Regions from separate parts of the Sus scrofa genome. Here region 2 is linked to region 1. A link is a contact called in public Hi-C data. All regions are on one chromosome and are shown on one strand. The core of a region is the stretch at or near the end of the contact, and the rest is flanking DNA. Distances in the headings are between cores, read along the strand shown.

The links. Hi-C and Micro-C count contacts between places; a contact is called where the count stands out from the background.
Region 2: a Hi-C map of embryonic fibroblasts shows a contact between it and region 1, with 2.6 times the contacts expected there. The contact joins the enhancer-like site here to the promoter of ENAH in region 1. A contact is called at or near these places in 10 of 47 Hi-C or Micro-C datasets (adipocytes, embryonic fibroblasts, fetal heart ventricle and 4 more) and 1 of 2 datasets of contacts at active chromatin or transcription factors (skeletal muscle).

Annotation. Positions count from the first base shown.
Region 1 is chr10:13,606,693-13,612,796 of Sscrofa11.1, forward strand. ENAH (protein enabled homolog) reads right to left here and starts at 2,655. Exons shown (of 13, transcript XM_021064410.1): 1 at 2,179-2,655. The coding sequence starts at 2,183.
Region 2 is chr10:13,647,924-13,654,069 of Sscrofa11.1, forward strand. No RefSeq gene overlaps it. Among named protein-coding and RNA genes, the nearest start is that of ENAH, 42 kb to the left of the region's middle. Within about 2 kb of position 4,153, at least 14 of the 83 cell types and tissues checked have an H3K27ac peak or open chromatin away from gene starts, as enhancers often do. A contact at or near this core is called in embryonic fibroblasts, where this site is marked.

The DNA.
Region 1 (6,104 bases), core at 1,405-3,904:
TGAAAAGCTGATCCTCCTTGCTCCTCTTAAATTATTCACAATTAGCCTACAAAGGATTACTGTAGACTACTTGAACAAACTTTTCAGACCTGTGTACCACGTTCTATATTTATGCCACTGGAAAGCATCAGTGTGATTCCACCCCTTCCGCAATGAATAAGGAACAGAGCAGGACAACAGCTTAGAAATTACAAGTTACTTTTTATTAGAAAAGGAACTTTTAAGTGAAAGCATAATTTACCTGTGACAGACTGACAACTATACTTGACAGTGATCAAACTGCACTGAATACTTCTTTTTTGTTGTGTTCACAACTTCTGAACATTCTGATGATTTTATTCTAAAATATCCTACTTCCATTGTTTCGTATTTCTCAATGTTGAGAAAAACATACCCAAAGTGTGGAAAAATTTGATAAATTCTGGTCTGGGAGACCCCATAAGCTTTACATCTTTAAAGCAGAAATCAATAACATATAGTATTATGAGATTATTAACATTATGTATGTTTTATCATTTATTTCCTGAGTTTTCAAGGACATCAGTAACTCGATTTTTTAAAAAATGCTTAAAAAAATGCTTAAATGCATGGCTCAAGTTTTTTTAAGCCATATTTTACAAAGATTATGATATTTGGTTTATATCGCATAATTACATTTTAAACCGATCCATTATATTTGAAAATAACTTGCATGTGAAATCACTAAGGAAAAGGGATCCCTTACAAACATAACATTAAAAAACAATTTTTAAACCCTTCAAATAAAGGTCTGTAACTTGGAATCAGAGAAATACATGGTTCAAATCCACCGTAAGCTGGAGTGAAAACTCAACACAGCTATATCACAAAATACATATGCAAAAACAAAATGGGAAAGTAAAGTGTTCAACCTTGACAGAAAAAAAAAAAAAGTTTAAAATGGAAATTACTTAAAATGAGAAAATTCCAATGACTTGACATTTTCTTGCCAAAGCGAAGGAATGTGTAGATTGTATCTTTCAAATCTCATTGTATTACTTTATAAAGGTCTTGGCAACGGTTAGCCATTAATCTTTTAACACAAAGGAGATTCAAATCCAAATGAACTGTAAGATTATCTCTTCCAGAAGACAGAAATGGAGTAATGTACTTTATCCCCAATTGTTTAACCTAAAAGGAAGGCCTTAAGGATGATAACGCAGAATGGATCAGCCTTCAGTCTACCAAGACTCATTTCTCACGAAGTCTTGCACCAATCCAAAAAGAGGTGGTTATGGACACAAAACGGGCTTAGGAAAGGCTGAAAAAAATCTCCAATGAATGACACACCACATCATGGTTTATTCTCTTACACAATTGGAGAAACAACAACGAAAAATATCACACCATATGTTTCACCGTATCGGTTAAAAAAAATATTTTACGACGGTACATTCAATTCTTTGGGGCTGAAAAAATCATCTAGCTTCTGTTCTATTGATTACAGAGGGACAGGAAAAAGCAGCTGCTGCAATGCAACACAGGCTGCTACAGAGGAAGGAGAGAAAAGCGTTTTCCAAACAAATCCCTCCCCCGCCCCCGTTTACACACCCCGGACAACTTATCCCAGCCGTTTACTGCGTCCCCCCAAAGAGAAGCCTAATAAATTCGTTCCCTTCCCCCACTATCGGAAAATTTCACCTTTCGGAGCTCCTCCACCTAGGGCTACCAGAGGACTTTATTCCCCGCAGAAATTTCAGATCTTTCAAACTTTTCTCCCTTTTTTAATTAAACACGAGAGTTCTGTAATAAAACTGCGCGAAATTTTTACATCTAGACGGAAAAATACCTGTTTCCCAGCAACATACACGCTTCGATTCTCGAACCCCTCCCCATCTCCCAGGTTTGGCTGGCCACGGCGGGGGGCGGGGGAGAGCCAGGAGCAAATTAAATTTACGAAGGGGAATCCTGGGCGAAAGAGGAGCATTTGAGGAAAAATGGGAGGACGTCGAAACGAGGACCCCCCCTCCAAGAAGAGCGGTTGGGGAGGATTACAAGAAAGAAAGAGAAATGAGAAGGGACAAAGGGGGAGGGGGAGAAAGAGAGCGGAGACCCGGGGAGACGCGCCGGGCCGGGAGACGGAAGGCGGGGTCCCGGGAGAGCGGGGTCGCGGCTCCGCGGCACAATGGCCCGCCGGCCCCCGCCCCGCGCGCCCCTCACCTCATGGTGCCGGCCGCGCCGAGGCTTCCCCAGCAGCCGGGAGTCGCGGGAGGCGCCGAGCCGAAGGGGGTCTCTCCTCCAGGGGCGGAGACGCAGCTCGGGGCCGGGAGACAAGTGTCCACCTCCTCCTCCTCCGGGCGCCCGCGGGGCTACACCATCTCCTCGCACAAAGCCGCGGCGCCGGCCGGGAGTGGGAGAGAAGAGGGCGAAAGAAAAGCTGGGGAGGGGGCGGAGAGGCCGAGGCGCCGAGCGGGTCCCGCGGCCGCCGCAGCCCCCCACCTCCTCCTTCTCCTCCTCCTCCTCCCCCGGGAGCTTCCTCGGCCGCCCTCGGAGGGGTGCCTGCCGAGGCTGCGCGCCCGGCCGCCGCTCCACAGGCCCGCGCCCGCCGCGCCCGCCGCCGCCGAGGCCGTGTGCAACCGGCAGCTGCGGCAGCCCGGGAGGAGAGTCTGGATCGCCGCGAGGAACCCGGGAGGAGGCGGGGCGCGCGGCGGAGGAACACGCAGGCGCCGCCCTCCTCCCCTCCTTCCCCCGGGGGCGAGGGGGCGGTGCGGGGCGGGGGGAGGCGGGGGGCCGGGCGCCGCCCCCACACCCCCTGCCGGCCCGGGCCCCCGCCGGACTGCGGAGAGCGGGGAGGGGCGGGAGCGGGCTCGGCGACGGCGGGTTAGCAAAGGCTCTTTGTTGCTTTGCCACCCCGCCCCCTCCAGCCCCCTGGGATCGGGACTGCCCACCCCCTAACCCGCTGTCGGCGGGGTTCCTCGCCCCGGGCTGTCCTTGGCCGTGGGTCCCCCGCCCCGCGCTGGCCTCCCACTCCCCTGAGGCTGGGGGAGCTCCCGGGTCTCCCCCACGCCGGCGTGCGGAGATTGGGGCGCCGGGACCTCCCGGCGCGGAGAACCAGGAGGCGGCGACCGGAATGCGTGACTGGGCACAGGGCCGGGCCGGGGGACTCCGGATCTGCCGGCGGCCGGGTGCCCTCGCGCGGGACTTGTCCTCAGCTCGCCCTGTTGCTATCTCAGGATCGGGACCTGCCAGTCGCTGGGCATCCCGACCAGCCCTGCGGCCCGCCCCCGCCGCGCGCTGCTCCCGGCGATTCCTCCAGGGTTGGGGGGAGGGGGGACGTTTAAATGGAAAATATGGTCATCATTGTTCGCTTCGCTCCTTTGCTTCCCGAGGAATCCCAGTGTGCTGTGCCGATTTAACGAGCTGATATGCACACACTATGTATAGGGATGACTTCATCCCCGAAAGAACGCAGCCAACTCGCGGGGAAACGCAGTCGCCGGGAGACGCGCGCGGCATCGTGAACAGCCGCAAGAGTGAAGATGAGAAACGCAGCGGGTGAAACCGCTTTCTATCGTCATTAGCAAAGAGGGAATTCCGGCCCGGGAGTGGGGGCGGGGAGGGTTGTGAACTAACGATAGTTTTAAATTTCCCATCATTCGTTTGGTCTTGAAATCACCTCCTTTAAAAGGTAAACGTAAAATGCTGGCGAAGCAAACTCAAAGTCAATGGCGAGGCTGGGGGTTGTCATCCAGAAAGCCAGAATTTATAGTTTGGGGAGTTTGTAGCTATACAAAAGCAAATCCAAAAATCAGATGAAAATTTAAACTGGACAAATTGTAGGCCTCTTGTAGTCCTGAGAAGGGGTGTGTATTTTTTTAAGATAACCAGTGTGGAAAAGATCCGTTTCAGCTGAGTTCCCCTGACTGAAGGATCTAATCTAAAATGGAGGACCTGCCATGACTCCATGAATCGATGCAAAAGTTTTGGTGTTTTATTTTAAGATAGAGGTACAATTCAAATTATAGTTTTGACAGTTGAGATCATTTACACTTCCAAAAGAAAAGTGAACAAGTTATATAGTCATACTTGGTCAATGCCTTGCTTGTGTGTAATAGAACTATGTGGCCCAGTTTTAACTATAAAAAGCTTCCCAGTTTCAGACTCAATACTGAGTTATTTTTTTCTTTTTGGAACCTGCAGCCTCAAACCAACAGCCCTGTAGACTCAGTGACCTGGAGCTATGGCAGGGGACCAAGGGAGGCCTCAGGTAGCAAAAAAGCAGAGTGCCTCTGCTTACACATGGTGTGCTTGAAGAATGCTAATTTCCACCCACATGTCTAATTACAGCTCACCATCACAGAATTTTTTTATTCCAGGATCTCTGGAGCTAAAACACCCTTGCCAGTCAAATATCCTTGTTGCCATATTGCAAGACAGGGAAATATAGAGCCCAAGGATTGGATGAGTTCACACAATAGGCACAGTTAAAAACCATAGCTGCTGTGAGGTTCATTGTCTTATCATAAGTACTCACTGTCATTTCTGTAATTAAAACACATGCACCTCTGATATGATTCTCCAAATTAACCAAGGAACATTTGCTGTGGAGGCTGTTTTCTTGGAAAAGCAATCGGAAGACATATTGAACCATCTTGGAAAAGTTTTCATAAGACATGTTCAACCACAAAGAATTCACACCAATTTGCCTTTGTCCATTCATAGCAATACAGTAAATCCAGCAGAGCTTATGTTTCAGGGGAAACTCTTAAGAAGAGCCAAAAGGGGTGGAGATTTTGCTGTAATGACTCAAACTATCTCCTGCCAGAGACAAGAGGCAAGTATAAAAATGCCTTACAGATGACTCCATAACCTACTTCTCATTTGTGAAAGTTAATCCATCCTGTACTAAATAAGTGATATATCACATCATCTTTATCCTTACAGCAAATGTTCCAACGGTATGGGCACCAAATTAAGCAATCCAAGTGGAAAATGCTGTTCTTATTTTCTATGTTTATTAAAAATGTACCAGCCAAGAATTTTGGCTGCCTACAACCATTTCCATCCTTTTGAATGGCAGCCTGCCAGCTCACAAGTTGGTCATACCATTCCCTTTGGATTTAGATATTGCAATGGGTGGCCTGACCTCCAAAGGTCATTCACTGGAAGGGCAATCTGTTCGCCATGACAAAATGTTATTGCTTCTTGTTCATATTTGGTTTAACAACAAAAGAGAGCCAAAAAGAAACTTGAGCTAGGAAATCAAGGACTAATTCTGGTCACAAAGGAAACTTTGTGGAATGTGTTACCATATAGAATAAAAGAATTTTAGAAATGGAAGGAATCTTAAGTCCAACCCACTCATTTTTCAAAAAAGGAAAGCGAGGCCCAGAGAGGTTAAGTAAATTGCCCACAGTCACGCAATCCCTTCGTGGTGGAGCTGGAATTTAAACCCAGGATTTTTTTTTTTTTTTTTTTTTTTTCCCATTTCTTGGGCCGCTCCCGCAGCATATGGAGGTTCCCAGGCTAGGGGTCTAATCCGAGCTGTTGCTGCCAGCCTACACCACAGCCACAGCAACACGGGATCCGAGCCTCATCTGCAACCTACACCACAGCTCACAACAACACTGGATCCTTAACCCACTGAGCAAGGCCAGGGATTGCACCCGCAACCTCATGGTTCCTAGTCGGATTCGTTAACCACTGAGCCACAATGGGAACTCCCAAACCCAGGATTTCTAATTATCAGTCCATCACGCCTTCCACCACATTGCACTACCTTCCTATGGCATAAGGCAGTAAAAATTAAAGCTGATTATCTTCTGACAAACCCTGCTTAAAAATTAGCTGAGATTGTGTTGGTTTGGCTGAATGGCGAAAATTATTTGAATTTGTCTCTTACAAACGTTGTCCAGCCCAGGGCATGGCCTTCAGGTGGGCATCTGGATGTATGGAAGTAAATGAATGAAGGAAGGACCGTCCTAATCAAAGACAAAGAGGCTGTGGGGGCGGGGGGCAGGGATGGACTGGGGGTGTGGGATTGGCATGTGCACACTGAGGTATATGGAATGATTAGCCAATGGGCACCTGCTATAGAGCACAGATGACTCTACTCAGTATAATGTGATCATCTCTGGGGAAAGAAT
Region 2 (6,146 bases), core at 2,903-5,402, 43 kb after region 1:
GGAATGCCGGGTAGAAAAAGTTGAAATGGGAGTTCCTATTTGGCCGAACGGATTAAAAACCCAGCTAGTATCTATGAGGATGCGGGTTCGATCCCTGGCCTCGTGCAGTGGGTGGGGGATTTGGCGTTGCTGTGAACTGTTGTGTAGGTTGCTCAGATCCCACATGGCTGTGGCTGTGGCTGTGGCTGTGGCCAGCAGCTATGGCTCTGAGGCAGCCCTTAGCGGGGAACTTCCCTAAAAAGCAAATAACTAACTAATTAACTGAAGTGGTAGCAATAACTGCACCGACCTCACAAGGGAGTTGTGAGAAATGAATATAGCAACATAGGAGTTGCTCCGCACAACCTCTGGCACAGAGTGCCAATCAGTGTCTGGTATTATTATCAATCATGACTCACTATTACTTGACTTCGGAGACACTGCCCCACTACCCACACCGCAAGGCAGGAGCTCATACCAGACGGATTTAGCAAATTGGAGCAGAAGATCTTCGAAAGGGGCGTGGACTTGGAGGAAGATGCTTACGGTTCGGTTCCCCGACAGCTCCGGCCTGGGGGCACAGAGTCTCCCCACCCAGGAGAGAACCGACAGCTCCGGACTGGGGGCACAGAGTCTCCCCACCCAGGAGAGAAATCCTACCCTCACTGCGGCTCTGTTAGCGGAAGGCTGGAGTGCTAGGAATGGAGGCCTTTTGGTCCTTGAATAGTTCAAAGCATTTTTGGAAGCTTTGCTAGTGGGACAAGGAACGCTTGGAGAAGCCCGAAATAGCCCTGCCAGGGCTGATGGCCAACAGCTGCGGCCACGGCAGTTGCTGTGTCCCACGTCCCGGCACCTGACCCCCAGGCACGGGGGATCTTGACAAACGGTCACGAGAGCCTCACCGTTTGTGTCTGTCTGGAAGCCAGTGGGAGGTGGAAACGAGCCAGATTCTGATTCCCCAACGGTGGCAGCCTGTCAACACCGTCATGTCCCCTCCTGTTACCCCTCTCCTTGCCACGGAATCCTATGCTATATGAGGAATATTCTTTGATCCTGGGTTCAGGACAGTTTTTTGGGGAGGGTTTTTTGTTTGTTTGGGGTTTTTTTTTGTCTTTTTGCCATTTCTTGGGCCACTCCCTCAGCATGTGGAGGTTCCCAGGCTAGGGGTTGAATTGGAGCTGTAGCCACCAGCCTACACCACAGCCACAACAACGGGGATTTGAGCCACATCTGCGACCTACACCACAGCTCACGGCAACGCTGGATCCTTAACCCACTGAGCAAGGGCAGGGATCGAACCCACAACCTCATGGTTCCTAGTTGGATACGTTAACTACTGAGCCACGATGGAAACTCCTTTTTTTTTTTTTGTCTCTTTAAGGCCCCACTTGAGACATATGGAGAGTCTCAGGCTAGGGGTCGAATGGGGGCTACAGCTGCCGGCCTACAGCACAGCCACAGCAATGACAGATCTGAGCTGCGTCTGCAACCCACACCACAGCTCATGGCAACGCCAGATCCATAACCCACTGAGCAAGGCCAGGGATTAAACCTGGATACTCATGGATGTGCTAGTCAGATTCATTTTGGCTGAACCACAACAGGAACTCCTAAGACTGTTTTCTTTCACTTTGAAACTCAGGTAAATTTCCCATCAAAAGAGGCTTTTACACCTCCTGCTATCCGAATGTAGTTCTGAACACTGAATATGATTTGGGCAGGAATAATGCAGCAAACTGCTGTTGTAAAGGATCTACTATATGCCTTTGGGTATTGTGGGTGCTTTATATACTTATATATTATTTCACTTAGTCTTGTAAGTTTTACCTTCAATACCAAGGTTATACAGCTAATCAGTGGCAAAGGCAGAATCAACTGATGTTTCTCCTCAATAGAAGGTTATCTGGTTGTTCGAGGAATCTTTTTTTTGTTTTCCTTAAAAATGGTTTATAGGAAGTTCTCTTATGGCTCAGCAGGTTAAGGATTTGGCTGTTGCCCCAACTGTGGTACAGATTCAATCCCTGGCCCAAGAACTTCCACATGTCACGAGTGCAATAAAAAAAAAAAAATTATAGGAGTCCCCTTGTGGCACAGTGGGTTAAGGATCCAGTGTTGTCACTGCAGTGGCCTGGGTCACTGCTGTGGTATGGATTGGATCCCTGGCCAGGAAACTTCCACACGCCATAGGTGTGGCCAAAAAAAAAAAAAAAAAATTGTTTATAAAATTTTCTCAACTATAATTTACTAAAAAAATTTAAATTGGCACAACATTGTAAATAAACTATACTTTAACATTTTAATGAATTTTTTAAATAAAATTTTCTGGTTATAAAAATAATATATGTTCATATTAGAAAATTCAGAAAATATGAGATGAATAAAAAAGTAATAATTCTTCTACCCTATGTAACTGCTGTTAACTTAAAAAAATTTTTCTAGTGTGTTTTTCTGTGCCTATATTTATAATATTTCCCCATTTCCGAAACTGGGATCTTGAAACTTTTTAGAATTTCCAAATACTTTAAAATTCCCTTGAAATCCCGGGAAGTCTGTTTTACCCAGTGAAGCAAGTATGGACATCTGAGGTTCAAATAATACTCCAGAAAACTGACCACACAGATTCTAAGAGGTGACTAAATTTGGCAAAATGCCTTTTTCTACCCCGATAGAGGTTTTAAGTGCCTGGTCATTTGTTTTTCTGGCAGCAGGACCACTCTTCAGTGGTAACCAATGGCTATTAGTGTCATTAGAAGTTCTTAAACCTCTTTAAGCATTAGTCATGCTCCAGATGTTCCAAAAATTTAGTGACAGAAATGAACATACATTAAAGTCTTCAGCTGCTGCCCCAGGGTCATAGGGATTTCGGCTTTAGTCTCTTGATTTGGAGTTTCAGCCAGACCCCGTCATTGGGGTTTCACCCTCACTATAAGCTAAAGAGACTTTATTATGCACATGTTTTAGTATTTTGTATTTTCAGTTGAACACCTCAATAGTATATATGTTCCTTTGTTTTATTTTATTGTTTTGTCTTTTTAGGGCCACACCCATGGCACATGGAGGTTCCCAGGCTAGGGGTTGAATCGGAGCTCCAGCTGCCAGCCACACCACAGCCACAGCAATGCTGGATCCTTAGCCCACTGAGCGAGGCCAGGGATAGAACCCGTAACCTCATGGTTCCTGATTGTTTCCACTGCGCCACGACTGGAACTCCTATATGTTCCTTTAAAACTCTCCTTTGAGGGAGTTCCCGTTAGGGAACTAGGCCGGCAGCTACAGCTCCCGTTATGGTGCAGTGGTTCACGAATCCGACTAGGAACCATGAGGTTGCGGGTTCGATCCCTGCCCTTGCTCAGTGGGTTAAGGATCCGGCGTTGCCGTGAGATGTGGTGTGGGTTGCAGACATGGCTCGGATCCCACGTTGCTGTGGCTCTGGTGTAGGCCAGCGGCTATGGCTCTCATTTGACCCCTAGCCTGGGAACCTCCATATGCTGTGGGAGCAGCCCAAGAAATGGCAAAAAAGACAAAAAAATAAATAAATAAAAAATACAACTCTCCTTTGATAGATAGGCCTTTTGTGGGCAGGAGAGATTATACTCTGTTTTGATTCTATCTTTGTCCCTGAGATACCAACTGGTAGCATTCTTCCTACTTTGATCAAATATAATTATTTTTAGTAGAGGCTGCTTTGCTTGAAAGACAATTGATGGAATTCTCATTGTGGTGCAGCAAAACAAATCTGACTAGTATTCATGAGGATGCAGGTTTGATCCTTGGCCTTGCTCAGTGAGTCAGATATTCAGCATTGCCGTGAGCTGTGGTGTAGGTTGCAGACGTGGCTTGGATCCCAAGCTGCTGTGGCTTTGGCATAGGCCGGCAGCTACAGCTCCAACTTGACCCCTAGCCTGGGAACCTCCATATGCCTCAGGGTGCAGCCCTAAAAAGCAAAAAAAAAAAAAAAAAAAGAAAAGAAAAGAAAAGAAAGACAGTCAATAATTTTAAAAAGCCCTTTACATTGTGTCCAGAATGGCAATGCCTTCTCTGCGAATTCACCCTTTCTGCTCCTGTATATCCATAAAGATAAATGAATCGCTTTGGTGCTGAATGTAACTAGCATCCATCATTTGTGACAACCACTTCCTGAACTTCCCCCCGGAGGTTGTACAAACCTTTCTCATTGGTTCTCACCGGAGCTCAATGGTGTCAAGGAAGGGAAAGGCAGGCAGCAGTAGCAGGCAGGTCGGCTGTGGGGTCCCATGATTCTTATTTGCTGCTTTACCCAACTCTGGCCAGTATTGTTACATACTCACTTAACAAATGGAATGCACCATCTATTTCACTGGAGCCCTGCTGGATAAATATGGAAAAAATGTGGGAGCTATGTCATGAACCACAATGGTTTTGCGTTCTGTGTAATTTGACGACAAGATTCCTTTGCTGTGTGTCACTTACCTCCTATATTACCACCGTCGCCCAATATTTCGTAACCGTCAATTCTTTGCCAGTGCCCACACGCAAAGATAGGTTTGTATTAAAAAATAAATGAGAACAGCACATTCTGATGTGGTGTAGTATATCAGCATTTTCCACCCGAAGCCTCACTGCCTGCCCTTCCCCTTTTTCGAAACAAAGGATACAAGGCAGAGCTACTTATCCCCCGTCGCAGCTCCTGGTGGGAAGGGTGCTGCGATGTCAGAAATGAAAGAAAAGCCTGTTCCCTTTGAAATATCTAAGTGTCCAAAAATGGGAACAGCACGGGGTGGGGGTGGGGGGTGGGGATTACCGTGCTATGCGGTTTGTTCTGATTCTGTGGACTATCCATTTCCAGTTGGAAAACTCAATTATTTTTCAACAGCAAGAATTAAAACACCAGACAGCGGCTTCAACATACAGAATTTAATTTTTCTCACATAAAGACCGGAAGTGGGCAGTCCGGGGCCCGATTCATCCTGGGCTCAGGTTCTTTCTGCTCCACCAAACTTACCATATTGGATTTCTTCCTTGTGCTTGTCCCCTCGTGGTGGCAAGGTAGCAGCAGTACTCTGGGACTCATTTTTAAGGTAGGAAGGAGGGGACAGGGCCGTACTCCCCAAACGGTCGTCCTTTGATCTGGAAAGCAAAAAGGTTTCCGAGACCCTGCGGCACAGATCTGCTGTCTTCTCATTGGTCAGAACGGGGTCACGTGACCACTCTCAATAGGCTTCAAAGGTGAGTTTAGCTGGGAGCGCGACTGGCTTGAGCAATGGTGTGGTGGAACAAGAGGGAGGCATGGATGCAGTTTAGTCACGTACCTCACCCAGCAGCTCTCTTTAAGATGCTGCTTAGAGAAAAAACAACCCAAAACAAAAAGCAAGACAAAAAAGGATGCTTTGGAGTTCCCATTGTGACTCAGCAGTTAACGAACCTGACCAGCATCCATGAGGACGCAGGTTGGATCCCTGGCCTCGCTCAGTGGGTTAAGGATCTGATGTTGCCGTGAGCTGTGGTGTAGGTCGCAGACGCGACTCAGGTCCCGCGTTGCCATGGCTGTGGTGTAGGTTGGCAGCTACAGCTCCGATTCGACCCCTAGCCTGGGAACCTCCATATGCCACGGGTGCGGCCCTCAAAAGACAAAAAAAGAAAAAGAAAAAAAGGAAAGACAAAAAAGGGTGCTCCTTAGAGGACAGGCGGCTGAGAAGATGCAGAGGTAGAACATATTTGGAGATGTGACTGTCCCCAGGATGTGTTCTTCCAGGCAAGGACATCACAATCGCCTTGGCTACACGAGAGCAGTCCTGAACTTTTTGTTCATATGTGAGAATTTCTGTAATGGATTGTTAATTCCCCACTGCAATTATTATGAAAACTTACTGTCTTTAAATTAATGGGATTCCACTGTTTTCACTGCTGCGGCCTGAATTTCAGTCCCGATCCCACATCAAGTCGCTGCCTTCTGTGGCCAAAAATGAGTAAATAAATAAGAAATGTAAATACTTTAATAAAAAATATTTAAAAAAAAAAAGAAGGAAGGAAGGGGGAGGGAAGGAAGAACGATCTTTTAAAAAGATTAATCCAACCATTTCATCTCCCTGTTTAAAATCCTTCTGGGTGGAGTTGCCATTGTGGCTCAATGGAAACAAATCTGACTTGTTACTATGAGGACTCAGGTTGGATCCCTGGCCTCCCTCAGT